Regions from separate parts of the Mus musculus genome. Here regions 2, 3 and 4 are each linked to region 1. The links are chromatin contacts, called in public Hi-C and promoter capture Hi-C maps. All regions are on one chromosome and are shown on one strand. The core of a region is the stretch at or near the end of the contact, and the rest is flanking DNA. Distances in the headings are between cores, read along the strand shown.

The links. A called contact is a pair of places that touch in the nucleus more often than the background predicts. Capture Hi-C pulls out chosen DNA fragments and counts their contacts.
Region 2: a Hi-C map of muscle stem cells shows a contact between it and region 1, with 6 times the contacts expected there. The contact joins the promoter of Usp15 here to the promoter of Tbk1 in region 1. A contact is called at or near these places in 2 of 484 Hi-C or Micro-C datasets (B cells and muscle stem cells), 5 of 115 datasets of contacts at active chromatin or transcription factors (astrocytes, double positive thymocytes, large pre-B cells and 2 more) and 2 of 9 other capture datasets (adipose tissue and liver).
Region 3: a promoter capture Hi-C map of adipose tissue shows a contact between it and region 1, with 6 times the contacts expected there. The contact joins the promoter of Mon2 here to the promoter of Tbk1 in region 1. A contact is called at or near these places in 1 of 39 promoter capture datasets (pre-B cells), 1 of 484 Hi-C or Micro-C datasets (B cells), 4 of 115 datasets of contacts at active chromatin or transcription factors (the NIH/3T3 cell line, astrocytes, fibro-adipogenic progenitors and 1 more) and 2 of 9 other capture datasets (adipose tissue and liver).
Region 4: a Hi-C map of B cells shows a contact between it and region 1, with 7 read pairs. The contact joins the promoter of Llph here to the promoter of Tbk1 in region 1. A contact is called at or near these places in 1 of 484 Hi-C or Micro-C datasets (B cells), 3 of 115 datasets of contacts at active chromatin or transcription factors (bone marrow-derived dendritic cells, large pre-B cells and thymic regulatory T cells) and 2 of 9 other capture datasets (adipose tissue and liver).

Annotation. Positions count from the first base shown.
Region 1 is chr10:121,583,693-121,591,147 of GRCm38.p6, reverse strand. Tbk1 (TANK-binding kinase 1) reads left to right here and starts at 4,354. Exons shown (of 21, transcript NM_019786.4): 1 at 4,354-4,453; 2 at 6,807-6,952. The coding sequence starts at 6,866. Xpot (exportin, tRNA (nuclear export receptor for tRNAs)) reads left to right here. Exons shown (of 25, transcript NM_001081056.2): 25 at 928-3,768. The coding sequence ends at 954.
Region 2 is chr10:123,193,178-123,200,632 of GRCm38.p6, reverse strand. It overlaps Usp15 (ubiquitin specific peptidase 15), which reads left to right and starts at 3,614. Exons shown (of 22, transcript NM_027604.4): 1 at 3,614-3,806. The coding sequence starts at 3,718. Gm4129 (a long non-coding RNA gene) reads right to left here. Exons shown (of 3, transcript XR_003949042.1): 1 at 3,623-7,455; 2 at 1,505-1,607; 3 at 1,069-1,420.
Region 3 is chr10:123,072,814-123,080,268 of GRCm38.p6, reverse strand. Mon2 (MON2 homolog, regulator of endosome to Golgi trafficking) reads left to right here and starts at 3,764. Exons shown (of 36, transcript NM_001163024.1): 1 at 3,764-4,417. The coding sequence starts at 4,307.
Region 4 is chr10:120,222,946-120,230,400 of GRCm38.p6, reverse strand. Llph (LLP homolog, long-term synaptic facilitation (Aplysia)) reads right to left here and starts at 3,341. Exons shown (of 3, transcript NM_025431.2): 1 at 3,278-3,341; 2 at 2,198-2,427. The coding sequence starts at 2,420. Tmbim4 (transmembrane BAX inhibitor motif containing 4) reads right to left here. Exons shown (of 7, transcript NM_026617.3): 6 at 6,519-6,564; 7 at 5,504-5,781. The coding sequence ends at 5,575. Gm40782 (a long non-coding RNA gene) reads right to left here. Exons shown (of 2, transcript XR_001779655.1): 1 at 7,212-7,455; 2 at 6,872-7,122.

The DNA.
Region 1 (7,455 bases), core at 3,105-5,604:
TCAGAGTCAGGACATAGTTCCACAGACCAGTCCTCAATAGTCAGGATGTCAGTCCCTTGGTCGTGATTCCTCTGGTGAACCTAGGCTATGTCAACAGTTGAAGCCAACTGAGATGGATGGCTTCCTTTAAGGCTTTCTTTTAAGACAGGATTTCTCTTATGTAGCCCAGGGGAGCTTGAAATCCAGTGTCTCTCCCTTCAGCCTCTTAGCTTTTGGAATCTCAGATGTGAATCACAATGCCCAGGTTCTCTGCATATAGTTTGTCAGGTGAATGCTGGCTCTTGAGGTCTTAGGAACATGCATATGGGCTAAGCGTCCCTGTCAGAGCTCACTGCCTGCTGTCTGCTATTTCTAGTGTGTGTTTAGTTCACATCACTGGGTGTGGCCTGCAGTGCTGGCCAGTGCCTGGCCTGACTGCTAGCCTGCTCTTTGATGGTCTTAAATATTGAACTGTAAATACCCACTAAACACCAAATAAACAGCAGCTCTTTGAAGGCTGAAGGCTTCAGTCTTTATCTTTGACTTTTTTTTTCATTAAATTTAATTTTTTATTGTTAATTTTACCAGTAAATAGAAATCTTCCGGGCTGGTGAGATGGCTCAGTGGTTAAGAGCACCCGACTGCTCTTACGAAGGTCAGGAGTTCAAATCCCAGCAACCACATGGTGGGTCACAACCATCCGTAACGAGATCTGACTCCCTCTTCTGGAGTTGTCTGAGGACAGCTACAGAGAACTTACATATAATAAATAAAAAATAAATCTTTTTTTTAAAAAAAGAGAAATCTTCTAAAAGCTATTTCCTCTGACTGCTATTGCTCATAGCAATATTGGTTGTTACCAAAGAGAGACTAGCGTTCAGAAGCCTTGGGGGGAAAAAAAAACCATCCTGTCTTGACATGTGTGCTGTTTCCATGCTTGTCTTCCAGGTGTTCTTCCAGAGAGCAAAACCCTAAGGACTGGACCTCCCGGCCCCTGTCATGATCAGGAACTCCAGTTCATAATTTATAAAGAAGCAGTTTGTGTGTGTGTGGGTGTGTGTGTGCTCGCGAGCGCCATCCACACTGGTCCTTTAGCATTGTTTCCATCATATTGCAGTGTATGTGGGATTTTCTGTAAAATGGGTGTAATTTTTCCCTTAAAAAGGTGTGTGACAACAAGAGAAGTTGCCTGCATGCCGGTTTAAATTGTTTATGTAAAAATGCTGTTATAAGACATAGATTTATCCTAGTTCCTTAATTTTTTTTCCTTTTATGAAACTTTAAAGTTCTTTATAAAATGCAGCAGTGGAAAACTGACTAACAAATCGAATGTAAAGTTGGGAATGTTTGGTTCTGTGTATGCAGACACATGAGCTGTGGGGTAACAATCAAAACGTAATCTTTCATAGATAGCCATTACATTTCTTTAAATTTTTCAATGCCGATGTGTATTCTATAAGAGAATAGCTTCCTAATTAAGTCGGTTTAGAAGAAGGTGCTGGTGTCACACATTTTTTTATAAAAAATAAATTTTACATAGTGAAATACACCAAGTCTTTTCCGGAGTTATTACAAAGAGCCTCCTTTCCCCACCTTACTCACACTGATTCCCACCTAACAATCAGCAGATGGGAGTGTGGGTTCCTTATGTCACAGGCTGTGCCCCAGCGGTCACTCACAACATAGGTCTGTTGAGTCTTTTTTAAATGCACTAGGAGCCAACTCTGTCCATCTGTGATGGGATTAGAAAGCCCGGTGTTTTTCTGTGATATTAGATGTCCTCCGAGCACAGCCCACTTGGATTTGTTTGTTTGGTTTTGCCTTGAGACTGGGTCTCACTATACAGAGCAGCCTGCCTCCCCACTGCTGGGATTAAGCTGAGAAGCACCAAGTCTGACCACCCGTGTGTTGATGACTTGCAGTCAATTAACTATGTGTGCTGCTTCGTGCAACAGGAGAAAGCCAGAAGAGCAGCCTCGGGAAAGACAGACGGAAGTCCGGCAACCCAGCTGTAGGCGCTTACACTGAAATCTAAGTCTGTATAGTGAACGCCAGCGGCGGCCGACTTCTATCCCAAGCACTGCGCAAAAGCAGAGGAACGGAAAGGGAAAGGGCCAGGTCATCCTCAGCCACATAGTGAGTCCAAGGTCGGCCTGGACTGCACGAGAGTCTGTCTAGGAATGCAGTTAGTAAAAGCCTGGCGTCTACTGCAGAGTATGTATACTTGGTGGTAGAGGGCTTGCTTGAAGACCCAAGTTCCATCCCTAGCACCACAGAGCAGGGAGGGGACACAGATTTAGGAGAGATTTGTCTTTTTCTCCTTTGGCTGTGTGTTGTCCAGGGATATATATTTCCTAAAATCTTTTTAAAGTGAATTTATATGTGCACATATGTGTGTGTAGGGGGAGGATAAGAACTGAATTATTTGAAACAGGTTATTATTTGAAACTGTATTACTCTACTCAGTATTTTGGCCAGGTCCCAGTCCCGGGTTGCAGGTGTTGACTGCCACCAAGGTTTGATACGGGATCCAAATTCAGGCCCCCATCTCGTCCATCGAGCACTTTGTGAACTTGAACCCACGCCCCCCCCCCCCCAATCCCCTAGAATCTTTTTCTGATTTTTAACTCCAGGAGAGATAGCATTTTCCTTACATTATAAAATAAAAGCAGTGAAGTAAATTGACAGCTAAGGATCTCTATTTCATCTCTTGAACGATGAAAATAGTGACGTATATATAGTACTTCTATAAATAACAGTTTTTAAGAAATAGGTAAGTGGGGCAGGTTTGGTGGCTTCTGCCTGTAATCACTGCATTCAGAGGGGGCCAAGGCCTGTTTCAAAAACAACAACCAAGACAAGCAAAACCAGGTGTTGCTTTGCTATGTTCCTGTACACTGTGGGAGAGGTAATAGCATCTGTGGGACACAGCAGAATTGTACAAGTGTACAATTAGTGTGTAGCAGAGCACAGCAGTTACGAGCTTGTATAACGAGGACTCTGGATCCAGATTTAAGTAGATTCAAACACCACTTAACACCAGTAACCGATTTTAGGACCTTGAGCAAGTTAAATAACTTCTTCCTGCCTTGGTTTCCCCGTCAGAAATGGGGAACAGTGGTAGCTACCTCATAACTTGTAAAGAATCCAATGAATTAAAACACAGGTCTCAGTATTAGCTTGTATTACTGTACTATCGAGTCCATACACGGCTCTCTAAAGCCCTACAGAGGGTTCATGTGTTTAGACCTGAGAAATCAGGACATGGAAATCAGAGCATATACATAAGGAACTTAATTTTAATGTAATCATGTCTAATGATCCTCATCTTCATTCCTTGAGATTACCCAAGTACCGTCATGACCAAGAAGCCTTTCCGTCATTGAGTACCTGATTTTTAAAAGCAAGCACCCAAATAATTCTCTCTAGGGAATCTCATTTGTTACAGGTGAGAAGACAGAGGGTTTTATGGTGCCTGAGTTAGTCCTGTGCCTAACCAGTGGAGTTTCCGTCTCTGTGCTTGCTAATAGTTTCACAAGTGGCTTGACTTTTTTAGAAGTATTATGTGGTATTTTACTGTGTATCACTTCTGTGGTAAACATGTGAAGTCCTTTGGCTTAGTCATACTTCATAACTTTTGAACGTTGGGTTTTTTGTTGGAAGAAACTTGGATGAATCTGTCATGTCATTAACAGAACTGAAATATTCTATTGTAAGACGTGCATTTGCGGTTAGAATGGTCTTGTTGCCTAAACTGTCTAAAATTCTAATAAAATAACTTTCTAAGAAGTCATTGGAGTGGGCCTTTTAAAATCTCCATTTTGAGTTTGATGAAAACGGATTAGAAGTGGGCAGAGATTCAGCTTCAGCCCCCTGTTTCAGTCAACGCCTCTGCCAGCCCTTAACCACTCCCGGCTCCCGTCCTCGGAGATCTGCTCGCCCTCGGTCTGGAGGGTGCCTTAGGTAGAAAGAGGAATTTGGTGCATCGTGCTTCCTTGGAAGCAAATCCTTGTAAGGAATGCCTGCTTGAGCAGGACCTGATCATACAGCAGTTTACCTCTTAAGTTGTCAAGTTCAAGTCTCCAGTGTTACCATTTTCAAAAACAGAAACTGAAAGCGACTTAAAGAGTACTGATGGCATGAACGGATACTTGCTTCACGCAGCAGCCAAGCGACGTTGAAACACAAACCCGCCCCATCTACTCTGCGAAAGCGATCGGCGGCCAGCCCGCTGTCCACGGGTGGCCGTGGGCGTCACCTCCTTGCCGCACGCCGGCCGCCCCGCACTCCCTTAGCTCCTCCCGCCCGCACTGGAGACTGCAGCCCAGCGAGCTCGGCCGCCGCGGAGTACGCACGCGCAGGCGCGCCCCGCACTCGGTCACGTGCTCCGTGGCCCGGGCTGGCGAAGCCGGAAGTAGCCTGGGGCGCGAGAAGGCCCGGGAGCCGCGGGCTGTACGCGGCGGACACTCGCGGGGTAAGAGGGGCGGGCGGAGGCCGGTGGGGGCGGACGGGGCCGGAGGGGCCGGGCGGGGGCGCGCCCAGGGGTCGGGGAGGCGGCGTGCTGAGTCAGCGCGGGGCCGCGGCCCCGGGAGCCCCGCAGCCTCGCGCTCGCCCGGGATGGGCCCTGGCGGCCGCCCGGGCACCGGGGCTGCCCTGGCCGGAGTTGACTCGCCGCTCCCACCCTTGGTCCAGCTGCCGCCGCCGGCAGTTTTTAGACGGACTGGCGTTCCCGAGGGTTGACTCACCCGAGGATACCGGCACCAGACGTTTTTAATGTACACAGCGAAATGCAAACCCCCCTGTCTTCTCGTTCCTCCCCGACCTGCTGGATTTATTTCCCGGATCCATTCCCCTGGTGTTTTCTGTCAGGCGTCCCAAGACGGATTCTCCCCCGAGAACTGTCAAAACCCGACCTTTCCCATTCCGGGACCTCTGCTATCTACGGAGTAAATGGGTGACATAGAGGGAGAGTTGGGAAATCCTGGAACTTTTGTCCCTACACCATGTCACCAGACCTGTTTTATCCTCGGTAACTTTCGCTTTAAGCAATCAAAGGAAGTAGACTGCCTACAGAATCACAGATAACTTACTTGTTGAATGCCAGATAATACACTTGTCAGGATTTGGGGAGATTTACATAGCAAGCATCCGTTGGGTGTGCTGAGTCATGTTTTAGTCCCGAGGGGGTTCCTGGAAAAGTTTCAGACCATTACTATTGCGGACCCATCTTTTTATATTGGTATAGAGAGAGAGCTTATCTTATATATCTTAGCTGATAAATATGTTTTCAGCTACCCACTAGAGACATATGCGCACTTGGTGATGAATCTGTCCTTTACAGTTATTTAACAGCAGTGCAGCATCAATTAGGGAAGGTTTCCCGTTACATATTTGGGTTTATCGCCCCTTGAATGGAGCGTACGTAGTTAAGTGGTAAGTGCATTTGTTGTTTTCGAAAAGGGTTCCTTTTTTGCTTACTTCAAATAGACAGATGGCTGTACAATTTCTTATCTAAATTACATAGGTGATAAAATTCTAAGTATAAGTACTGTGTAAGAGATTGTCGAACCTTGGACTCTTGGGCATTTCCCAGGACCCTAACTTGGAAGATCAGAGTTCTAGCTTACTGGAAATGGACTTGCTATCTGACCTCACAACAGTCTTAAAGGAGTCTGATCTGTCTGGTGTTGGTGCCATCTATTCGGTTGCATGGCCTTCTTGTGTTAAAAGTCAAGTCTGCAGTTGGTACATCTTAGGATTTGGTAATATATACTTGGTGTGTGTATATACATCCTGTCCATTTAGAAGTAAGGGGAATGACTACTTTTTGATGGTTTTTACGTGTGTGTGTGTGTGTGTGTGTGCGCGCGCGCGCGCGGTCTCATACATGCCGTGGCACAGATAGTCCATGTGGGTTCCGGGAACTGAACTTAGGTTATCAGATTTGGCAGCAAGCCCCTTTGCGCACTGAGCCATTTCACTGGCTCAGGAAAACCATCCTTAAACAGAATCAAAAGAGTTACTGGCTTTTCAAGAATAGTAACTTCTGTACTTTTCAGTTACAGTTTCTCTGTGGGCGAGATTCTGCCTTCTGGGACGATCCTGTAGTGGTGATGGTTTTCTGCGCTTCCCTAAGTTCTTTCATTTGTCTCCCAGCATGTGAGAGGCAAAGGCAGGAAAATTGCAGGTTCGAGTCCAACTTGGGCTTGTGAAGAGACCCTGGGTCAAAAAATATTTTTTTGTAAATCAGGATTAATCTTTTCAAGCAATTGGAGGAAATAGTCAATATTATTTTGATTGTCAGAGACAGTACTAGACAATAAACGGATGTTTCTTACAGCTCTGGGATTTAAATTAAATTGAATATATGAAATAAAAGCCAAACATGGGGGATGGAAGTGGTTGGGAACACTTGCTACTCGCACAGAGGGTGGGCTTGAACTCCCAGCACCCACAGCAAATGGGTCACAACATAATTCCAGCTCCCGGGGATCTGACTCACACCCTCCAGCATCATGGGCACAGACTCAAATACTCATATCCAATTCTTTTTAATTTGAAAAAAAAAAAAAAAAAAAGCCAGATATCCCTGTAACTCACCATTTTGGAGGCTAAGACTGAAGACTAATCTGCGTCATATGGAGAGCTGAAAGCCAGGCTGGGAAGGTTGGTAAAACACTATCTCCAGAGCGGAACAAGAATGATGGAATATATGTGGTTCACTGTTGCTGCTGTATTGCTGGGAACATACTGCATTTCAGTCTAACAGATACTGGGCAGTCCTACTTCAAGCTAACCGTGGCTCACACTCGTTATTTCCTTAACAGCATACATGCAAATCTCTTCTTCCCCCTTATCGTGAGGAGAAGCGCCTGGACAAGCCGAGATGCAGAGCACCTCCAACCATCTGTGGCTCCTGTCTGATATCCTAGGCCAGGGGGCCACTGCAAATGTCTTCCGAGGAAGGCATAAGGTAGGTCCAGTGCTGCCTGTCAGGCTCATCTCGACCTGGTCCTGTCTTCCAACAAGCACGCCGAAGTCCAAAGAGAAGGGATTTTGTGGGCTTTGTGATTAAGATTTAGCTTGTTTTGGGGCGGTGAACACCTACCTAGTGGTGCTAGTTTCTGAGTTTACAGAATGGAAAAACACTGGAAGAGATTGGACAGTGTTTCCCACCTGCCTTCCTGGTGTGACATGCAGTGGAGGGAGGCATGACCGACAGGCGGACAGGCAGATGCCCAGAGTTTAAAAGGAGCCCACTGGTGATTCGCGTCTCTAAATAGCACCATGCAGGGTGGATTGGAGGTGGAAGGCTGTGTTGTGTTGTAGTACGAGGCCGTCTGCAGCTGTAGGAATGGGGTGGGATTGAAGGGTTGCTCCTGGCAGCATGGCAACAACCCCCAGCATCCTGGTGAAATCTGTAGCGGAGGCTGAAAGTAAAGCCAACTAGAGTAGCCAGGCAGAGATGGCGCACAC
Region 2 (7,455 bases), core at 2,365-4,864, 1.6 Mb before region 1:
TGTTCAGTACAGTAATCTGTCAAGGTTGAACAAGGGACTGTTCAAATCCGAGTGGAAGAAAGAGCGATTACAAGATAAGAAGAAAAAAAATCCTCCCTAGAAGAGCTCTAATTTCAAAACTGGCACATTTTCCATGTGGTCCGCTCTACTCACGGTAAATCCTTCTTCTTAAGCACCCGACTCTCTGTACTCCTCTCCCTGCCCATATCCCTAGGGTTCTTAATGAACAAGAACGGTACAGAAAGTCTAAGAGAGTACCAAGACGGGGTGCTTGCTGTGCGGACCTGAGGACCACAGTGCAGCCAGCACATGCCTGTTCCATCCCAGCATGCCTGCTCCAAGGGGTGCAGGGACAGGAGGGTGAGTGAGACTCGATGGCTTCCAGCGTACCCAAGAAAATGCACGTCTCAAGTTCAGGGAGAGATAAGTAAATGGGTGGAGAATGCTAGAAGATCCCGATACTCTCTGCTGGCTTCTGTGTGCACACACGCACTCACACAGACAGGCGCGCACACACTGAAATAAAAAGAGAAGATAGCGACAACTAACTGAAGATCCCAATGGAGAAGGTCGACTTGGGGAAGCAACGTGAAGACAGTGATTGTGAATAAGCAGTAGTAATCCCTCATTCACGGTCACATCTCTGTGGCTGGGTGTGATGCAGGTGCTGGCTGCTTAGTCTAGCTGAAACAAGGTACATTCTAGATTCAGAGAGACACCTTGTCTCGAAGGAATGGGGCAGAGAGCAGTAGGGAACACCTGGTATTTGAGTGCCTGGTAAATGAAACACTGTGTGTAACCACTTTATTGACTGTGATACAAACTAGCGAGGTCTCCCCGGGAGAGACGATCTCATCAGCCTGACGTATAACGTGAACTGACTCCTCTTGAACACAGTGTAGCTGAAGATGACTGTGGGTTTTTTGTTTGTTTGTTTGTTTTTCTGCGCGGACTTTGGCAGTTCTGTGTGGTGGGAAACTAGAAGAGAGGGCAGTGGCCTTATTACTTCATGGATCTGTTATGCTTATAAAATAACAAATGACACAGTTTTACCTTTAAAGTCCTGAATGCTTTGTTAAGAATAGCTTTATTGAGATATAACACACATACTATACAATTTATCCTGATATCAGTCCAATTCTTCCTACTAACATTTGTTGATTGGCTATTAAGTTCCAGGCAACAAACTCATATTGTTTCATTTAATCTTCATTTTTTTTTTTTTAGAAAAAAAAATCCTTAATGGGGTCTAGAGATAGGACTCAGGCAGAAGAGTGCTTACATAGCAAGCACGAAACCCTGGGCTTGATGCCCAGTGCTGCAGAAACATCCCAGAACTGGGGAGGCGGAAGCAGACAGATCAGATAAGTTCAAAGTCATCTTCTGTTGCACTGACAACCTGGGACGCATGGGATCCTTTCTGAAAAATAAGATAAAGTAAAGTTCAAAAACTGTTAAAAGGCTAGGTTGGCAATTTGGCTCAGCAGGCATAATTGTGACTTACCCAAGTCTGATCCCCTGAGACCCTCATAGTAGAGAGAGCTGACGCCTGCAACGTTGACTTGTGATCTCCACAGTAGGCTGTCACAGGCACACACTCAACTCATCTAGAAAATAAATGCACTGCATGCTTTTAAAATCCTTTAAGATAAATATTATACTATTTAAATTTGTAAATAGACTACAGATTAAGTGTTGGCAGCTAGAGATCCGAAGCCATGTATGTATGAGGATACAGCATATTCTTTGCATACCAAGTTGTCTCTCTTTGAAAACTTACTTTGCTTTCCTTCACAGAGTGGTAGAAGATGGGGATGGGGGGTGTGGATATATAACAACTGAGAATGTCCATAGTTAGGAAAACTCGGTTTTATAATCAGGAGTGGTCAAATAACATAAGAAATAGCCGTAAATGGAAATGACTTTTAGACTCATTGAGGCTGAAGTAATACAAAGAGAGTACTGCGCAGAAACAAGCAGTCACATACTGACTCACTCAAGTATGACGCCAATACACACCGGTTGTGCTAGTTGTTTTCTATTGCTGCAACAAAGCATTCTGACCAAAGGCAACTTAGGAAAGAAAGGGTCTGGGTGGCTTACGCTAGGGGAAGGTCACAGCCAGAGCTCAACAGGAACCCAGAGCAGAGTACGTGGACGGACACTGCTTTTTATGGCTTGCTCAGCTTGTTTTCTTACACAACTCAGGACCACCTGCCCACAGTGGGTTTACCACACCGATCGTTAAACAAGAAAATGCTCCACTGACTCATCACAGGCTACTCTAAGGGAGGCAATCCCATAATTAAGGTTCCCCTCTTTCCAAGTGACTTTAGTTTCTGTCAAGCTGACAAACCCTAACCAGGGAAACACTGCTTTCTCTTGGATGGGCCAGCAGTCCTCACTAATGCAGGCACCCCCTTCCTTACTGAGTTTCCCACCAAAACTAGGAGGCTTAAAAAATGGAGAGACCATTGCCCATCCTTTAACTTGTCACCTACTGTTCTACTGAGGTAGCCGTCTTCATTCTTAGAAACAGCAGTTTTGCCTTAGTTAATTTTGAAACGTTTGCCTCAAATGGTGTAGAATGGTACTAGACCATTAAACCGCAGTGCACACACACACACACACACACACACACACACACACACACGCACACACACGCACACACACGCACACTCACACGCCAAATTATAAAGAGAACTTAGTTGCAGCTTTTACGGAGTTTGTATCTTAATTCAGCCTTTCATGGAGGTACTGAGTACTGGGGATTTGAAATCTGTGCGATAACCTTGCACTTCCAGTTGCCGTGTGACCTTGGCATTTGATTTTTAAGAGGCTCAATTTCCCCGTTTGTAATTGTTGCCTTCAAATGCAGCTTGTATTATCGAGTCTAACTTTAGGCATATACAACCATGAAATTTAATCTAGGGGAATGCTAATTTGACGCCCATGAGGTTTCTCCCACGTTTCTAACCCCCTTCAGTACCTGGCCTTATTCAATACATCTTTAACTGCTTGTTCACCTAGAAACTGGGACATGTTTTGCACTGCAGCTAACGTGTGTGTGTGTGTGTGTGTGTGTGTGTGTGTGTGTGTGTGTGTCCACGCGCGCTAGGAGGCGTCACAAAGAGCTTATGAAAGGTAGAAGTCCCTACAGACAGCAAGCATGGGAGAGCTGGGAAGAACCTAGGAAGGGCACTGCGCCCAAACCTTTGGTTTCAGAGCCCTCTTTGTGCCAATATTCAGTGGGCTTGGGCTCTGCGGCTGGAAAGGAAAAGCCCCAAGTCACGGAACTGCGCGCTTTCTGCCATGTCCCAGCCGGCCCCGCCCTCCAGTAGGAGTGAACCCGCAAAAACATGGGTTTGGAGGCGGCTGCGGCAAGAAAAGGGCCAGCATGGCAAGGAGAGTCCGAGCAGGGCAGGGCAAAGGCAGGGAGAGAAAGCGCGGCACCCGGTGAGAACCGTGCAAACTCAGAGGTCTGGGGCGGCGGCGGCGACCACGCCGTGCTGCGGGGCGTGCGGGGACCCGAGGGGGCAGCAGGGCGCAGGCGCGCACCCGCCGCGCTCCCCGCCGAGCCACGCCCCCAGACCCCCGCCCTCGCGCCCCATTTGGTACAGACCTGCCGGCGGGGCGGGGCCGGGGACGCCATTCCCACAATGCTCCGGGGCGTGCCGCCGCCGTCGCCGCCGCCTCCGCTACGGCTAGTGGAAGAAGATGGCGGAAGGCGGAGCGGCGGACCTGGACACCCAGCGTTCTGACATCGCGACGCTGCTCAAAACCTCGCTCCGGAAAGGGGACACCTGGTAGGGAACGGGGTCGCGGGGCCCGCGGGGGCCCGAGGCTGGCGGAGAGCTGGGCGGGAGCGGTGGGCTGGTGTCGCCGGCTGGTGACAGGTGCGGACAGGTCCGGCGGCGGCCGCTCAGGCAGCAGATTTTGGGGGCAAAGGTTGGACCGGCGCAGAGGGCCGGGGCTCGCGGTGGGCGGTGCGCGCCCGGGGCTGCGCGGAAGCGGCGGCCGGGGCTCGCGGGGCTCCGGGTCCTCCTCCCTCCGGCAGTGCCGCTCCCACTTGGGGCCTTGGCGGAGCCCGGGTGCAGTGGCTCGGCGTGAGCCTGCCTGCCGCTGGTTTTTTTTTTTTTTTTTTTTTTTTTTTTTTTTTTTTTGACAGATCCCGGTCGCGCCGCTCCTCCTCGCTCGCCCGCCGCGCTTCTCTGGTCACTCCTTCCCCGGCGTCGTCCGCACCCAAGTTCCCCATTATTCCGATCCTTGTAGTCTTCCGGGAGCCGGGCTTCAGGATGTTTGCGGCGGGGACCACACAGGTGGTGTGTGTCAGGGCTCCGCTGAAAAGGAAACCCCTAATTTCCACTTCCTTGTCAAAAAGGAGGGAGCGGTGTAGGGACCTTGTTTTTTTAATTTTTTTTTCTTGAGAGAGAGAGAGAGAGAGAGAGAGAGAGAGAGAGAGAGAGAGAGAGAGAGAGAGGCACCACGTGGTCCTGTGCTTTGCTCCTGGCTCGATAGGAGCCGGCAGCGCTTCTGTTTGGAAGTGCAGCCCTTCCCTCCGGTTTGAAGGATAACGTAGGCCTGCAGAAAGTAGATAAGTCCACTTGAAGCTTAAAGGCTTGCTCATATTCAAACTTGTAAAATGCCAAAATAAGAGGGTACTGTACCTAAATAACTAGAGGAAGCATGTACAAAATTTAACACTCGTCAGCCAAAGCAGTTAACTTACAGAATTATTTAAATAAAGGGAAAGTTCTGTTTTAGGGGAAGGGCAGTGTGCCTGTGTGTTCTTTCGTTCTTTCTTTCTTTCTTTCTTTCTTCCTAAGTTACTTTTCCTTCCTTCTGTCTCCGTACTAGTGGTTTATAGCGTCTCAAGTGCCTGTTAGGTACTCCAGTGTGGCTAGTGGAAAGAGACTTAAGACCTGATTTATTCACAGTTCTCAAGTGCTTGTTAGGCACTCCAGTGTGGCGCGGTGGAAAGAGACTTAGACCTGATTTATTCACAGGTCCACCTCATACTTTGCAGTGTGACTTGGAAGCAAATTCATCCAAGCCATTGAGCCTCCGCATCTCCATCTGTTCAAAGAGCAATAACGATGTTATTGTGTTTGCTCTATATTAATTCAGCTAAATATTCTGAACTATCTGGTATTCATGAAATACTAAGTTTTAGTGATCTTTTTTATTTCTGCCATTAATTCCAGACAAGTGCTGTGGGGTTGGAATCATTTTCGAGTTAGCTAATAGGCGACAGCTGGGGGACCTGAATTGAAGTTCTTGGATCCTTAGTTTGTAAGACGGCAAACACTTTGTGTAATTAAGAACCTTGATGATGGAAAACACACTTGTTGCATTACAGCCTTGCAGAGGCTTAAGTCATTATTGCTTATAGTCTGCTTTTGTTTTTCTTACGGAGTTTATTGCTGAGAAGAAATCGGGCATTCCCTAGAACACCTATGCTCCCCTTGGCCTGTGCGATCTTAACAGATAAATTCAAGCTTCTTCTCTCTGGTATATTGAAGAACATTTTTTAAAAACCAATTCACTCATTTATTGTATCATACAAATATAAATATGACTACCGATAAAATAGAAATATTTTTTAGAATGTGGATAGTTTTCTCACTAATGTTTTTCTGTTGAGTAATATCACGTATAATTGGTGTTCATGGTAATATATGATTTAAGAAATACCTGTATTGTGGATATTAAACTACTTTTAAAGTTGGTTATTTTTAAGCGAGTATATTTTTCTTGACAGTTACCGTAAACCACGTCAAAATGTACAAGTTAAGTCTATACTTGGGTTGTTACAATGCCTTAATTTCAAGAAAGAACTTAAGTCCAGTTTTTAGGCAGCAGCTAAATATGCAAGTTTTACCTCCTTGTTAATTTTCTATTTTGTGTAAATCAGTGGTTCTCAACATTCCTAATGATGCTGCCTTTTAATACAGTTCTTCATGCTGATTCTGCTACTAAGAAAAAAAGAGATAGGCTTACCATAATCTGGAAATCTTCGTACAGAGTTTTGAAATTATAGTGAGGTGCGTTAAATTTCACCACATTAGCTCCTGAGCACTTTGCAAACTAACTCAACTACCTAGGCAGATATTTGTATTTGATTTGGGTCTTCATGAATACCCATCTCTGTTTATTTGTTTATGGGTGGTGATTTGAGTACACAAGTTGTGCTGAGATAAAGAGAGCATTCTGTACGACTGGCACTGGACGTGCAGTAAGAAGTAGGTAAACAGTGGTACAAGAGTTCTCCCTATGACAGGTGAGCTAGCAAGGTGACACTCATTGACAAGGAATAAATCGGTAGTCTCACAATGCTAGTTGTTTGTCTGTTTCCGTTCTGACAAGACAGTGAGGAAACCATAAGCAAAGTTAAATTAGAATTTAGAAAATTTAGGAAAAGACTTGAGAAACTCAAGTTTAGCTTAGGATGAATAAAGACACTTTAGGATGCACGTGGCGATGGGTTTCCTGACCCTGGTAAGATTAAACCCCATGTGCTCAGTCACTTGTGGGCTCTTTAGGAACCTAAGGAGTGAAGTGAATGAAGTGCAGGGAAAGCTGTGGGAGGTAAAGGGTTCCAAATCGGTCTGCACTGAGTAGCTGTGCACATCATCACCACAATATTTCTTTCAAGTTTTACTAAATTATGTCTGCTAATCATCTTCAGTCATTTTTGTGTTATGTTTAATAATAATTTGTTTTTAACCAAAATAGCTGCGATGTTTGTTGTATTTATATAGCCCCTAGTAAGTGCAGTACCTTTAAGGTAATTTGAGAGAGTAGCCTTACTTTTATGTAGCATGTCAATATTTTTGTTTCAATACATTTCCAAAGAATCTGATCACTGATGTTTGGACAGGAGATATTGATTTCAATGTTTAGAGATTTCCTCCATCCCTTCTGTCTTACCTAGAAACCTTTGAGTCTTTAATTGATTGTTTAGGTTTACGGAATTTTGACTCTAACAAGATAATCTGAGAGAAAATGTGCTCAGTTACTAAAGACACCATTGACATAAATTCCAAAGTACATACTTACAAAAGAAGTTATGTGTTTCCCATCAAAGTAGGGCATATATTATATCACAGAAAATGAAAATAGGAAGCAAAACTTTTGAAATACTAGCATATTAGCAAAACTTAAAATAGAAAGTCACATTAAAGCCTTTTTTAATATTTTTATTAGGTATTTTCCTCATTTACATTTCCAATGCTATCCCAAAAGTCCCCCCCCCCCACTCCCCTACCCACCCACTCCCACTTTTTGGCCCTGGCGTTTCCCTGTACTGGGGCATATAAAGTTTGCGTGTCCAATGGGCCTCTCTTTCCAGTGATGGCCGACTAGGCTATCTTCCTGTTCTTGCTTGTGTATTAAGATGACATTAGCTTTCCAAGCAAGCCTGTAGCGTATAGATTTACATTTCAAAGCATTTAC
Region 3 (7,455 bases), core at 2,515-5,014, 1.5 Mb before region 1:
GGAAGCTCAGAAGCCCCCTGCACCCCACCTGAGTATCTCCTCTGCCTCAATTCTGCATAGCCTCTGTGGCCTCTGAGAGAGGCTGGGGAGGTTTACACTGGAGAGGAGAGCTCCATATGTTCTGCTACAGTAAAGCCCTCGACCCTGCTGGCTTTCCAGGTATGACCTTTTCGTGGTAAGAGCATACACAGACCCATAACAACCCTCCCCCTACCGATGCGCTGCAAGGAATCCACAGCTGGGTGAGCTTCGGTGAGATCGTGCCTTGGTGTGTTCGGAACCCCAGGAGGAGGGGTAGATACTGCTTATGTCTCCACTTTCGAAGGACTTTCAGTAACAGCTTGACAAGACCACTTTCAGAGAGAGCGAAGTGACAGGCTGTTTGTTATTATTATTTTTTTATTTCCATAGTGCTAAATTTAAGAATTTAAGTGAGGCTTTGTGACCCCAGGGGAGGGGAGGACTCGTGTCTAAATATCCTCGACAATCACATTCTGTACTTTGTAACTGAGATGGTGAGCTAGCCTGCCTAGGCAAACTGGTGTCTGGAGGTTCCATAGTATCTGATGTCTGTACTGCAGGAGGGTTGGATATTTGGAAGGTTTAGAAGCTTGTACTTTCATATAGTACTCAGTATCTATATAATGAAGTCTTGGGGTTATCTCACACTGGAGCAAACTCAAACGGTGTGTATGGCGGGACATTCCTGTAGATCCACAGTGTTCACTGCTGTTTGTCAGTATGGGGTTATAGAGAGTAACACAAGTAGGGAAGCAGTCACTGAAATCATCGGTGCGAATAACGTCACGGAGAGAATAAACTGAGAAGAGTGCCAAGAATGGAATTCTGGGAAACACCAGTGTCTAAGATACAGAAAAAGAACATTAATGGTGTTCAAGCCTGCAGGACTGGACAAATATAAAATTAGGCTGAGTGACATTTGCATTCTGTCCTTTGACTGAGACAAATATTTCAGAATGACATTGGACAAGTTTTTCTGTTATAGGTTGTTGTTGTTGTTGTTTTTAAGATTATTTTTTATGTATGTGAATACACTGTTGCTGTCTTCAGACACACCAGAAGCGGACATCAGATCTCAATTACAGGTGGTTTTGAGCCATCATGTGGTTGCTGGGATTTGAACTCAGGAAACTCTGGAAGAGCAGACAGTGCTCTTAACCACTGAGCCTTCTGGCTCATTGTTAAAGAGATAAAAGTGTAGGGACCTAGTGGCAACTGTCGGTTGCAGGGGGAGAGGTGCTATTTTCTTTGGCAGTTGTACCTACTGGAAAGTAGCCCATGCTGCAGAAATAATCTCTTATCCATGCTCATGCAAGCAATCTTCAACTCAGTGACACACACACATGCATACACATATGCACGCTTGCACAAACAAGCACACACTTAAGCACACAAATATGCACACATGTGCACACATGCACAAATAAGCACAAACATATGCACACACATGCACATGTGCACACATATGCGCACATGCACACAAACAAGCACACATGTGCATACATACACAATATGAAAATTAGAGGAAACTTCTTAGGAAGGAGAGTTTCAGCATAGGGAGGAGGAATGGGAGAATGAGATAGTAATGAAGATGGGAGTTATTACAACCTACTATACACACATACGAAGCTGACAAAAATAAGTAAACTAATCAAAATATTCTTAAAAGGTACCAGGAGAACAGGCTGACTTCCCATTTTTCAATGTGAAGAGGGAACATCAAGAAAAAAAGAATTTCACTGATTATTATGTTTGGACACCACAGAAGAACTGTGTGAGTGATGACCTGTAATGAGCCCTTATTTTTTTTATTTTTTATTTTTTTGAGCCTTTATTTTCTAACATCACTTTGAAGCACACGTCTTTCCTCTCAGCTCTGGAGAGGCAGAGGCAGAGGCAGAGGCAGAGGCAGAGGCAGAGGCAGAGGCAGAGGCAGAGGCAGAGGCAGAGGCAGAGGCAGAGGCAGAGGCAGAGGCAGAGGCAGAGGCAGAGGCAGAGGCAGAGGCAGAGGCAGAGGAGGCAGAGGCAAAGGCAGAGGCAGAGAGGCAGAGGCAGAGGCAGGCAGAGCTCTGTGAGTCTGAGGCTGGCCTGGTCTACCTAGTGAGTTTTAGGACATCCAGAGCTACACAGTGAGACCCTGTCTCAAAGAAAACAAAACAAAACAACAACAACAACAAAAGCAAAACAAAATTTCAACTTGAATTCCTCAACTCTACAAAGGTGTCAAAGATGAAAGAAAATTATTTTCAGTAAGTTGTGCCAAAGCTATCTATAATAAACCCAAAACATTGTGTTAGAATCTGTGTTAGTAGCCCAGTTATTAGATCATTTCAGAAAACTTCAAAATACAGCTCCCAACTCAAAGAAAGTAAGACCTAATCTGTTCTGTAGCCCAACATGAAGGACCAAGGCTCAGGAAGACAGATTCAGGTTGCCCCCAAACACCACCATCCAACACAGTAGCATTTTCATAAAGTTTTTATAACAAAGCAAAGACTCCCTTAAGGCATTTGACAAATGCATTAGAGCAGGGGTTCTCAGCCTTCCTAACGCTGCCACCATTTAACACAGTTCCTCATGTTGTGCTGACTCCCAACCAGAAAATTATCTTCAATACTACTTCGTAACTGTAATCTTGCTACTGTTATGAACAATAGCATAAATATCTGACGGTCTTAGGCCACCCACCCCTGTGAAAGGGTAGTTCCACTCAGAGGTTGAGAACATCAGGTAGGTGAGTTACAGCAAAACTGGAAACTTTCTGTCACGCCCCTCAGGGACTATCTGATAGTGATCGCCTTTGAGTCATTGGAAGTTAGGAATCTGATGGCACATTCCAAAAAAAAAAAAAAAAAAAAAAAAAAAAAAAAAAAAAGACAAGGGTGTTAGGTCAAACACAGAGATGACAGTAAGTGGATACCTGGGGGCAAAAGATAACCAAGATAGTTAGATTCTAGACTTGCAACATTCCATCTTCCCATAATCAAGACGTTCCAATCAGTCTCACAGACATAGCTTAACACAGACATAGCTTCCTCCTCTTCCAACTTCAATCCACACAGGCTGGCTTTGCTCATCCGAACAATACGCTGAAATTATTTCTGCTTCCTGCTTATTACAACAGAGAAATGTCTTGGGCAAAAATAGACTCACCTGGAACATCGAAAAAGCTCACGTTAGTTTTTGCCTTACATTTATTTGGCACTTCTGATCTAATGAATTGGTTCCTTATTTGAGCGTCAATTACCTAGTATGTTCTAGGTATACAGTCAGGGAGGTGGGTGGGTGGGGCGGGGAGATAACAAAAACAAAGCAAAATAAAAACATAAAAGGGATCTGTCGGTGGAAGGCGGGGAGGGGGCGGGGAGCAGGAGGAGTCTTGTTAACAGATAAGGAAAATCAGGGACGACTCCGCAGTTAAATAAACCAAAGTCAGTCGATTTGGATAACTCCGCAGGATTGTCGTTTAGGTTCCCCAGGCCGGGGAGGTAGGAGCAAGACGCTGATTTGTGTTTTAAGTCAGGGGGGTGGGGATCAAGGAGGCAGAAGTGACGGACAAGACAAATTCATTTTTTAAAAAAAGCAAATATTTATAGCAGAAGAGAATGGATCACAAACAGACGTAGGGAGACACCTCCGATCATCCCCAGGTTACCAGCCAGCCAAAAAAAACAGGACGCGCCTGCGCAGCTGTGCCGGCCACCTGCGTCGACGGCGGGGGCGGGGTCCGCACTGCCCAGCTGGAGCTCGTTCTGGGCTTCTCGCTCGGCCCCGCCCCTCCAGAGACTCGCCTCCGGATTGGCCCGGGCGGGGGCGGGGCCCGGAGTCCGGAAGTGCGGCTGACGTGTCCGGGCCGCGCTCGGAATTGTGGGCGACTGGGCTAATGGCGTCGGCGGGTCTGGGCACCCGGGGCGGGCATCGCTGAAGCTTGTGGCCAGCTCGGCCGGTGACGCCCGCCGTGGCCAGGCCCCGCGGCAGCGGGAGGGACCTGCCCGTCTGGTGGGCTCCTGAGCCGGCGCCGGTGGAGCCTGGTGGGGCTGCACCGCTGCGGGCAGGTTTCGGCGAGCGGCCGGCGGCGGTGCGGGGCGGCCCGGGGGGAACTCGGGCACGCCTCGGGAGACGCAGCCCGGCTCCGGCCGTGCGCCCGCCCGCCCGCCCGCCCGCCGAGCCCTGGGCCCCGGCTAAGGAAGACTGAGGAGCCGCCGGCTGGCTGCGGGCCGCGCAAGCTGCTGACAGTGCCTGCTTGGTAGTGCTGGTCCCAGATCGGCGGTGACCTGGAGGGACCATGTCCTGCACCAACAGCCCCGAGGCTGTGAAGAAGCTGCTGGAGAATATGCAGAGCGACCTGCGGGCCTTGTCACTAGAATGCAAGAAGAAGTTCCCACCTGTCAAGGAGGTAGGTCCCAGGCGACGTCAGGGGCGGGGGGGGGGAACGTCACGAGCGCTCCCTGGTCCTCGTAGACCGCTTTCCTCGATTCCCCAACACCTATACTAATTTTCATTCCGCCAGTTAAGTTTGGTGATTGCCCAGCAAAGGCTGTTCGTAGAATTCTTTTGAGAGTTCCAAGGAGATTTGATTTCTTCCATTCTCTTGTTATGTTTATTTCGGAGCGAAGTTCCATGAGTGAGCCGGTTTGGTGACACTCGAGTCAGGTATATTGCTCCTAAGAATGAGTATCCACCGCTGTAGCGGAATCCGTTCTCCATACTTAGGTGGGCATAGTGTGTGGGAACATTTCCTTCTTGTCTGTGTTATTCAGCCCACCTAAAAATCTAATCGTCGTGATAAACTAGAGCCCCAAATTACAGCAAATGGTCAAGGCCTACGATAACCATGTTAAGCCCTGCACAAGCAGTATTCTAGTAGGATGCTTTGCAAAACAAATATATCTGAGTATATATAGCCTCTTGGGTGCATAATTTGTTGTTGTTGTTGTTGTTGTTGTTGTTGTTTTTCAGCTGTAGAATAGCTGAAAATTGTGGTACCAGTATAGGAGACCGGGTGTGGTAGCCAAACTTTTAGCTCCAATACTCAGATGCGAGTGGATCTCTGTGAGTTAGAGAGTGGACACCAGGACAACCAGGGTACATAAAGAGACCTTGTTTCCAAAACCGATGGTGGTGATGGTGATGATGACTGGGGCTCACAGGACGAGTATCAGGGAGCTCAATGTATGCTAATAAAATTTTCCAGATATTGAATTGAAAAATTGAGTTTAGTCACTAATGCCTGACTTTTTTCTTTTAAGATTCCATTTTTGTTGAAATATTTTAAAAACTGCCCTTTCACATTTTTAAACTATTGTAGTTCAGGGGTCAGGCTCGGCAGTTAAGAGCACTTGCTGCTCTTCCAGAAGTCCCTTGTTCAATTCCCAGCACCTACATGGTGGCTCACAATCTTGTGTAATTCCAGTTTCAAGGGATCTGACCTCTTTCTTCTGGTCTCCAAAGACACCAGGCACACATGTGGTGTGCAGGCATACCTACAAGCAAAACACCCATACAAATATAACAAAAATGAATACATCTAAAAAAAAACTTTAAAAATAGTGTAGTTCAAAGATATGTAAAAATAGTTAATTTTATTTCCTAGTTAATATAGCTTACTTAGTATACCTGAAATTTTATCATACTACTTGCTATTAAATGTTACAGAGTGAGTTCATATTTTTCTACTTACAACTATCTTTATGAATACTGTAAGAAGTTTTATAATTAGAACTTGACTAGTAAAGTTTAGAATGCAGACTTGTCAGGAATCTTGAAATTTTCCATGAGTGCCTTGCTTTTACCTGTTTGTTCCAGTTACCTTTAGTCCCAGCACTTGGGAGGCAGAGGCAGGTGGATTTCTGAGTTCAACGCCAGTCTGGTCTACAAAGTGAGTTCCAGGACAGCCAGGGCTACACAGAGAAACCCTGTCTCGAAAAACAAACAAAAAAAAAAAAAAAAAGAAAAAAAAAAAAAAGAAAAAAAAAAAGGAAAAAAAAAAAGAAAAAAGAAAACATCAAATCCTACTGTCATTTCAGCAGTAATTTATAGAGCTGTGGCTGTTCCCAGTCCTAGTGAATCATGTTAAGAGCTGTGGCTCCTCTGTGCTATTGGCTTCTGTGCTTTAACCTTGGAATTTAATTGATATCGTCTGTGGTATTTTTATTGGGAAAAACCACTCTTCCAGCAGGTAAGTTACAAAGTTCTAGAACTCACCACATTCCTAGTCCTGGAGCTCTCATGGCAGCTCCTTAGTTTCTCCTAGATCACTGCCTAGACAGCTACTTGGTAATTGCTTCCAGCCTTTGCAGTGATGGCAAGCATCATTCTCCTGATTGTCTCTAATACACCATCTCGTTTATGCTGCATGTTCCATAAGGATTTGCTGAGTGAGAGTCTTCCTGGGGCTTGACAGATGGCTCAATGGTTAAGAGCACTGGCTGTTCTTCCAGAGGACCTGGGTTGATTCCCAGCACCCATATGGTGCTCTAAACTCTGTAACTCGAATTGAAAAGGACCGGATGCCCTCATCCGGCCTTCACTGGCACCGGGCACATGAGATCCACATACAGGCAGACTTACACTGTCACACCTGGTGATAAGCACCACTACTACAGAGCCATCCCTGCAGGCCCCATCTCCCTTTCTTGATATCACCACAAAGCATAAATAACAATTAGTGGTTCCAGGCTGTGTACTTTCAAGGTTTTCTGTTATTATCTGGCGCCGTGGCAGAGTTTTTGCCTAAATCAGAAGTTCCCCATGGCAGAGCTTTTGTTCTGTGTTAATTGGTGGCTGCTGAAGACCTGGTGACAGAATGCCTTGTATTGCCACAGCAGGGTTCTCTGTCCTTTTATTAGGGATCTGAGGCGAAGGTTCTTGCCTCTGTGTGTGGATTCAGAGTTCATTTTCAGGACAGTGAAGAAGAGAGGCTGGCTAATCTAGCTGTGCTTAGTTGAAAGCTGTTTTAGTGTAGAAGTTTATAATGTAGTTATTTCCTCTATGAGGGTGGTCTTTCTCTCACAAGTAAAATAGTATAAATTCCTGTCTTATGTTTTGAAATCATAATAGAGACAAATACATAAGTATTTGCATTGTATTGATTACTTCATGGCATTGTGCTTTGATCACATAGAAATAAAGACACTGTGTATGACTTCAAATCATCTTTAGTCTTTTTCTCTCTTTCTCCAAGGTAGCTTACTTTTAACCAAGAACAAAGCAAATTTGTGCTACTAGTTAGTCCAGACCACCTTATTAATCTCTTAAGAATAAAACATGGAAAAAAAGTAACAAAAATAGAAACTATCTTTCTCTTCATGAAATGAGTTTGATTGAATAAAATATAACATTTACAACAGTGTAGGAAACTTTGCATCTTTTAACATGCCACTTTAAATATTTTATAGTGAGGCACACCTAGAACCTAGCACTTAGAAGGCTGAG
Region 4 (7,455 bases), core at 2,092-4,591, 1.4 Mb after region 1:
AAAAAGAAGAGGCACAGACTGTAAAAGGAGATTATCCTTTAAAAAAAAAAAAAAAGCCAGAAGCCCCCCTTTTACCCTACAAGCCTCCACGCTGATGGACGGCTCCTCCTCACACCCTGATGCTTCCTCCACCCCCAGTTTCCACCCCAGCGCCTCGCTGCAGCGACAATGCACCAGGTATTTGGGAAAAGGGCTAGACAAGCGTGGAGGGAACAAGGGTGAAAGCAAGGCAGCAGAACTCAAGAGAATGTAACAAACAACGCAGAAATATCTGATCAAATTACAGAAGCAAACAACACCCCGACAAGATACGATAGCTATCCACTAAGAGCAGGAAGTTATTCAAGGGAATAGTCAAAGTTAAAAATAAAAGTTTCGGAATAGAAAAACAGAACAGTATACTAAGATCCTACATGATAAAATTAAGAAAATTAGGGGGCTTTATGCCAAGAGACTCAAAGATGCCCAGAATTTATAAAGAATGTTTACAATCCACACAGACAGAAACAACCAAACCTTAAAAACAGGCAGTTCCATTGCAGTGAGATATTTGAGGCACTGCTAGGTGGCTATAAATGTCTGGCAGGTGCAGAGAAGAGCAAAGCATTACTGTATGAGCCACGTTCCATCTCTAAGCCCATACTCCAAAGCACTGAAATTGGGTATTAAAAACAAGCACACAAGCAAGCACGCAAACGTGGACACTAAGGTTTATCAGACCACAGAAGCACGGAAATGCCCCAGATGCCAACTACAAACAAATAAAACGTGGCACATACGACAAACCAGTATTGCCTTTAAAGGGAAAAATTGATATCTGCTAAAACATGAAGTTTAGAGTGAGACAGTAAGCTACAAAGCAAGCCATAGAAGACCAACGGCATCAGCAGCTGTCCGTCTCGGGGTTGGAAGGACAGGGAGAGAAACTCCTAGGGGGGCGCAGCCAAGAAAAGAGTTGCAGAGGTGCTGTGTGTGCTGAAAGGGACACAGCCAGTTCAAGTCTCAAACCTCTCAGGGGCAGCGGAAGCAGAGCAGACCAACAGAAACCAGACAGGAGGGTTTCTCTTTGGAAGAATGGGACGCTAACACTTCGGATTAAGCACTAAGAACTTTGGGGTCCTTGGCCTTCAAGACATGAACACACTTCTACCTTAAGAGTGCCTTTTAAAAAAAGACCTACACTGAAGCTTTGCCTGCATGTCTGTCTGTGTGGATGTCAGATCCTGGAGCTACTGACAGTTGTGAGCTGCCGTGTGGGTGCTGGGAACTGAACCTGGGTCCTCTGGAAGTGTAGTCAATGCCCCTCATATGAGTGCTTCCTTTAGCTGCCAAGCAGGGGCATTAAAAACAAACACCCCTTTCTTTGCTGAATCCAGCATTATACAGAGCCTCCAATGAGTAACAATACACAGGGGTCTCTAAAAAGATGCAAACAAAAGTGAGATTCTGTGACTTTCCAGGGTAATTAAACATCTGCCTAGATGCTAAGCTCCATCCCGCAGTACCATCAGTGCCTGGGGCATTCAAGCTGCTGTGTAATTGCTGAAGATCCATTCTAAACAGCTCAGCGATGCTATTCACAAACACTGACTGTGAAACAGCTTAGCACAGTCTCTAAAAGAAACGTAAGCTTCCAAAGGATAAAGACGTGAACACACCAGGTATGTGAGGTGCATACAGTGAGCACAGGACAGCTCCAAGTGTGATTGAAGAGGAAGTGTTTACTGTCGAAATGAGGGAAGGTACAGTCAGAAGAGTCCAGAGCAGGAGAGAAAGAAGACAAAACATCGCCAGTGGACTGAACCAGGCCATGAGAGGAGAGAAAGTGGGGTGGGGGTTGGGGAGGCAAGAGAGGAAGAGAAGTGGGGTAAAGGCGACTGAGAGGAACGAGAGGATCCAGGAGCCGAGAGAAGCACGGCCGAGACGGCAGTGTTATATGGGAGTGAGAGGGAGGCTTGTGAAGTGGAGACACTTGGGGGTTGGGGGGAGGAGCTGAGAGGAACCAGGGTGCCAGCATGTACTTTATTATCTAATAAGCTCCACAGCTAGCCATTTGTCCCCAGTTTCTTTTGGACTTGACACTAGGGACAAGTAGAATGGGTAGAAGACGGCTTTAAAAAGACAGAGAGAGACCGACCCCTAAGAGAAAAGTGGATCATTTTTTAGAAAAACCATGTAAATGAAGACCGAGGCTCACCCTTTTCCTCATCTGCGCCGTCACACCGCCCTTCCTCACACTGCATTTTCTCCTGGCGAGGTTTGGCTACCACCACGGTTGCTATCTCCTCAACGTCTTTCATTAGAGCATCCCCGTCCACTCTGAGGATACTCTTCAGTCTGTTGAGCTCCCTTGGCGCATTCTTCTTTCTCTTCTCGGCCCGCATCTTCCTCTTCCACTTACTCCGCAGGCTTTTAGCCATGCTTCACCTGGCGGTGAACAGAAACACAAACAAAAGGTTTACTGCTCACACCCTTGACTGGCAAGGACGTGGCCAAGCAGCCTTCTCTTCAGAACTGGGACAGATGGAAGAGAAGTTGTGCTGTGCCCTCATGCTTAGCTTATGTAATAATCAGCGCAGAGCATGAAAGGACTAAGTCCGGACACGTCAGGCCCCTTTAAGTAGGAACAAGTCGTTAATTCAAGCCGTTCTCAAAGAGCAGCTATGCATAGTAGACACAGAAAGCGAACAGCTCCGCCTTAAAATCACCTATTGCGCTGTTCTTATCCAATATCCGTCACCACATCTTTAGTGTGAACTTTTAACAGCTTAAACCATAGCTCCCTGCCTTTTAAAGACTCCTCCCCTCGTGTATCAAAGCTCATCCCGCTCCTCTCGGGCCTCCGACTTACTCTCTAGCCCCACACGCACGCAAGCTCCAGTCCGCACAACGCCCACTTCAGGACCGTCACATCTCCGATCTAGGTCTGGAAATGGCTCTCCCTAAGGCTCGCTCTGATCCTCCGACTCCTGTCAGCTCCTTTCTACCAAGTTCGGCTTCAACCCGGAGCTACCGTCCCCGTCTGCGGACTGCGGGGCTGAGCCGGATCCCCCGGGGCCACCGCTCTGCTGCACACCGTACAGGTCACGAGAACCGTGGGGTGGCTGGGTGAGGTCCCCTGAGCGTCAGCAATCACCAGTGGTCCGTGTGCGGGACCCCGAGCCTCGCCCTCCCGAGCCCCGCACCGAGCGAGGATGCGGTCAGGTCTCGCCGCGGAGGCAGGGTCCGAGCCAGTCCTTCACGCCGCGGAGTTGAGTCCAAAGCCCACGCAACTCACCTGAGAGACAACACCGCGCACCACGCGTGGGACGCCAACCGGAAGTACAGGCGCTTCCGGCTTCCGTTCAGGGGCCAGCGCACAGCATGCCGGGATCCTTGAGAGGCGTGGTCTTTGGGGAGGCGTGGTCAACCAGCTGTCTCTGTCATCCCGAGGCTTTGGCTGACCCCTACACCTACAGGAGAAAGTTTAAGGAATTTCCTGTCGGGAGTGGCAAATTATAAATCAAAGCATCTCAAAGCCTTGGATGGGCCAAGCCTGGCCGGGGGCCCTGTCTGTGACAGCCTCACGAGAAAGGATACCAAAGGGATTGCTCAGCTCTGATCATCCTGGAGCCCTTTCTGAGTTTTGTTTTTGTTTAATTGCAGTCTAGAAATTTTCTCATTTCGGCTGAGGATCCTAGGAGGTACGCGGCTGTGAGGATGTATCAAATTGTACAACTTAAATACGTCACGTCGACTGCATGCCAGTTATATTTCAAAGTGTCACCCAACAGAATAATCTTTCCTTATCCCCACGAATTTAAAGGGTAAAACAAGCTATTTCAACCAATGTTGATCTGTCCAAACTATTACATACCTGAGACAAAGCTAACCTAGGGTGAATGAGTTTACAAAAAAAGGTGTGGTTTTTGCATGTGCTTCTAATATTGCACAAGCTATGGGCGATACGCAAGTCTCTTTAACACTTGTGAAAGATAAGAAGAGTGTCTTAGGGCCTAGATAGTACCTCATTCATTGATCTTCAGTGGGTGATTAGGCAACAAACGTTAACTACCCAGACTTACCTGGAAACAGTGTTTTCAACAGATCACCACATTCAAGCATGTATGTGTACCACATGTGTGCCTGGTACCAGAAGAGGCCAGAAGAGGCCATCTCATCCCTTGAACTGGATTTACAGTTGGTTGTGAGTCACCACAGGGGTGCTGGGAACCAGTTTTACTTAGTTTTACTTCCATTACTGTGAAGACACCATAACCAAAGCAACTCTTAAAAAGTAAAACATTTATTTGGGACTGGCTCACAGTTTCAGAGGTTCAGTCCATTGTCGTCATAGCAGGAAGCATGACAGCATGCAGGCAGACATGGCGCTGGAGAAGCCCAGATCTGAAGGCAGCCAGAGGTTCTCTTCTGAACTGGCTGGAGCTTGAGCACTAGGGACCTTAAAGCCCACCTACACAGTGACACACTTCATCCAATAAAGTCACACCTATTCCAATGAGGCCTCACCTCCCAATATTGCCACTTCCCATGAGCCAAGCATATCCAAATCACCACAGAACTGAACCCAGGTCTTCTGCAAGAGCAAGAGGTGCTCTTAACCACTGAACCAGGTCTCCAGCCCCCTTTATAAGTGATGACTTATAAAATCCCTGTTTAATTGCTAGAAGAGCTGTGTCTTTTTGAAGAAACCATGCATATAGTGGAGCAAGCACTGAGATTTTTAACCCAGGAAAAATACAGTTGGCATTATAACAAGAGGAAGCGTGCATGCCCTGGGTTTGAAAAATCAACCTTACAGATGCTCTAAATTGGCAGCTTCATGTACCAAAAGGCTGTGGCTTTTGAACAGAAATTTGGAAAATAAAATCAACCTATTATGTATTAAGACACATTCCACAATTTGGCATGAAAAAGCTCTTATAAAAACTAACCATATGAAATTTGTTGCCATTAAATATAAACACCGTTCATTTTTATCAAATCTATTTTACACCAGTGATTTTCCACTTATAAACTAGACATTTTTAGAGGTGAAGAATGAGCTGACAAATGGCTCAGTGATTTTGAAGGGTGCTTGCTACTCTTTTAGAGAACTCCAGTGCAGTTTCCATGTTACAACCATCTGTAACGCCAGTTCCAGGGGATACAACACCCGCTTTTGGCCTCTGCAGACCCCAGATATACACATGCTACACACAAACATATATATATATATATATATATATATATATATATATATATATATATATATATATATATATGCCAGGCAGGTGGCACCATGCGTGTATTCCCAGGACATCGGAAGCTGACACAGTAAGGCCCTGAGTTAGAGGCCATACTGAACTACATAGAGACCCTGCCTCAGTTTATGAAAAAGGGAAAGACATTTTAATAGCTCTTGCCTGAGACTTAAAGTCAAGGATTTGGAAATGAGAAGAAAACCAAAATAGTAAGATTCTAAATTATAGAAGAACACAGAATGCCATTAAAGATCACATATGCTTTTAATATTAACATTTAAGTTTAATTCAAGCGTCTTTCATAATAGAACTGTCTCTGAACACTGCTCGGTTACTTTTTATTAACTGCTTCCAGAAACTTCAACAGGTGCAGGAAGAGGTTGATGATATCCATGTAGAGACTGATGGCAGCGATCACGTACTCTTCGGGAGAGAGTCTGTGCATCAGCGAGTGTGTATCATAGATGATGAACCCACAGAAGAGGAGGGCGCCTAGAGAGGCCAAGACCAGCTCCATCGTCTCACTGTAAAAAAACAGCTACAGACAAGGGAGTAAGGAATACGTTTAGCCTCAGGAGTCACACCAGACCCACTTCAGAGACTTCAAATGCAATCTCCTGCCAGTGGCAAGTGTGACAAGGACACACAACGATGACGGATGAAGATGGATGATGCAGGCGGATGGCAGGCAGAGCTAAACTCCCGTTTACTTGTTTCATGGAAGCAGGCGTGTGGAGAAGCAGTCATCTTTCGGTTAAGTTCACTACTTGACTTGGAATAGTAACATTCGAAACATGAACTGTTTTTAAATGTTACTTTTTTAAGAATTAAATTTCTTGTGACATTTAGTCATTTCCTGGGGGTAGGGTGGGGGGGACATGTATGAATGTGGACATCAGAAGAGGCCTTGCCCTCTGTGGGTCTCAGGGACCGACTTCAGGCCGTCAGGCTTAAGGGCAAGAACCCTTTCTCTCATCTTTTTTCTCTCATCAGCTCCATCTTTTTCAGAGTAAAGAGAGCCACCTGGAGGTTGGCAGCTGTAAGCCAGGGCCTTTTGTGTACAATTTCTCTTATTTGTGCGTGCATCTTTTTCTCAGTTGGGGATAATGATTAACCTAAGACTGATTTTCACTGAAATTATTCTATATTCTATATATAAGTACTCTAGACAATTTCAACTAAGTGTCCTCTATAAATGGCACTCAGGGACTTTTAGGTGACTTATGCTGACATAGGCAGAATTATATTTCACTTAGCTGTTCTAAAACAACTCACCTTCAAGAATCCTGCCAAGCACAAAATCCACAAACCAGCAAACAACCTGGAAAAAAACAAAGGTTAACAGGTTACAATATTCCTTACTAAAACACTTTTTTTTAAATTAAAAAAATGTTTTATGTGTATGAGTGTTTTGTCAGCATGTTGCATGTATACCAGACCCCTGCTGATAACTGAAGAGGTCAGAAGAGGGTGCCAGGTTCTCTGAGGGATGATTGAAAGCCTCCATGAGGATGCTGGGAACAGAACCAGGTCCCTGCAAGAGTAGCAAATGTTCCTAACCAGTGTGCCCTCTCTCTAGACCCCAAAATGCTTTTAAAGCCCATTCTCTTCATTATTTCTTCATATTATTTTATGAAAAAAAATCTCCAGATTTTTGCCAAAGAATAACTAAAATATAAGGATTCATAAACATTTGATTAGCGCAACAGAAATGAGGTTAGAACCAAGGCTGAACCGTCAGTAAACCCAACCCTGCTCCTAATGCACACAAACAGCAGTGCTCTAAGCACTGTCCTCTGGGGGACGCAGGGGGGGGGGGCAGACACATTCCCCTTCCTTTCCTCAGCCCTTCTCCGTGAATGCTCCTGAAGCGAAGGGCCTAGTCCCAGCACTCAGAGAGAAGGGCCTAGTTCCAGCACTCACTCAGAGAGAAGGGCCCAGTCCCAGCACTCAGAGAGAAGGGCCTACCTAGTCCCAGGACTCAGAGAGAAGGGCCTAGTTCCAGCACTCACTCAGAGAGAAGGGCCTAGTCCCAGCACTCACTCAGAGAGAAGGGCCTAGTCCCAGCACTCAGAGAGAAGGGCCTAGTTCCAGCACTCACTCAGAGAGAAGGGCCCAGTCCCAGCACTCAGAGAGAAGGGCCTACCTAGTCCCAGGACTCAGAGAGAAGGGCCTAGTTCCAGCACTCACTCAGAGAGAAGGGCCTAGTCCC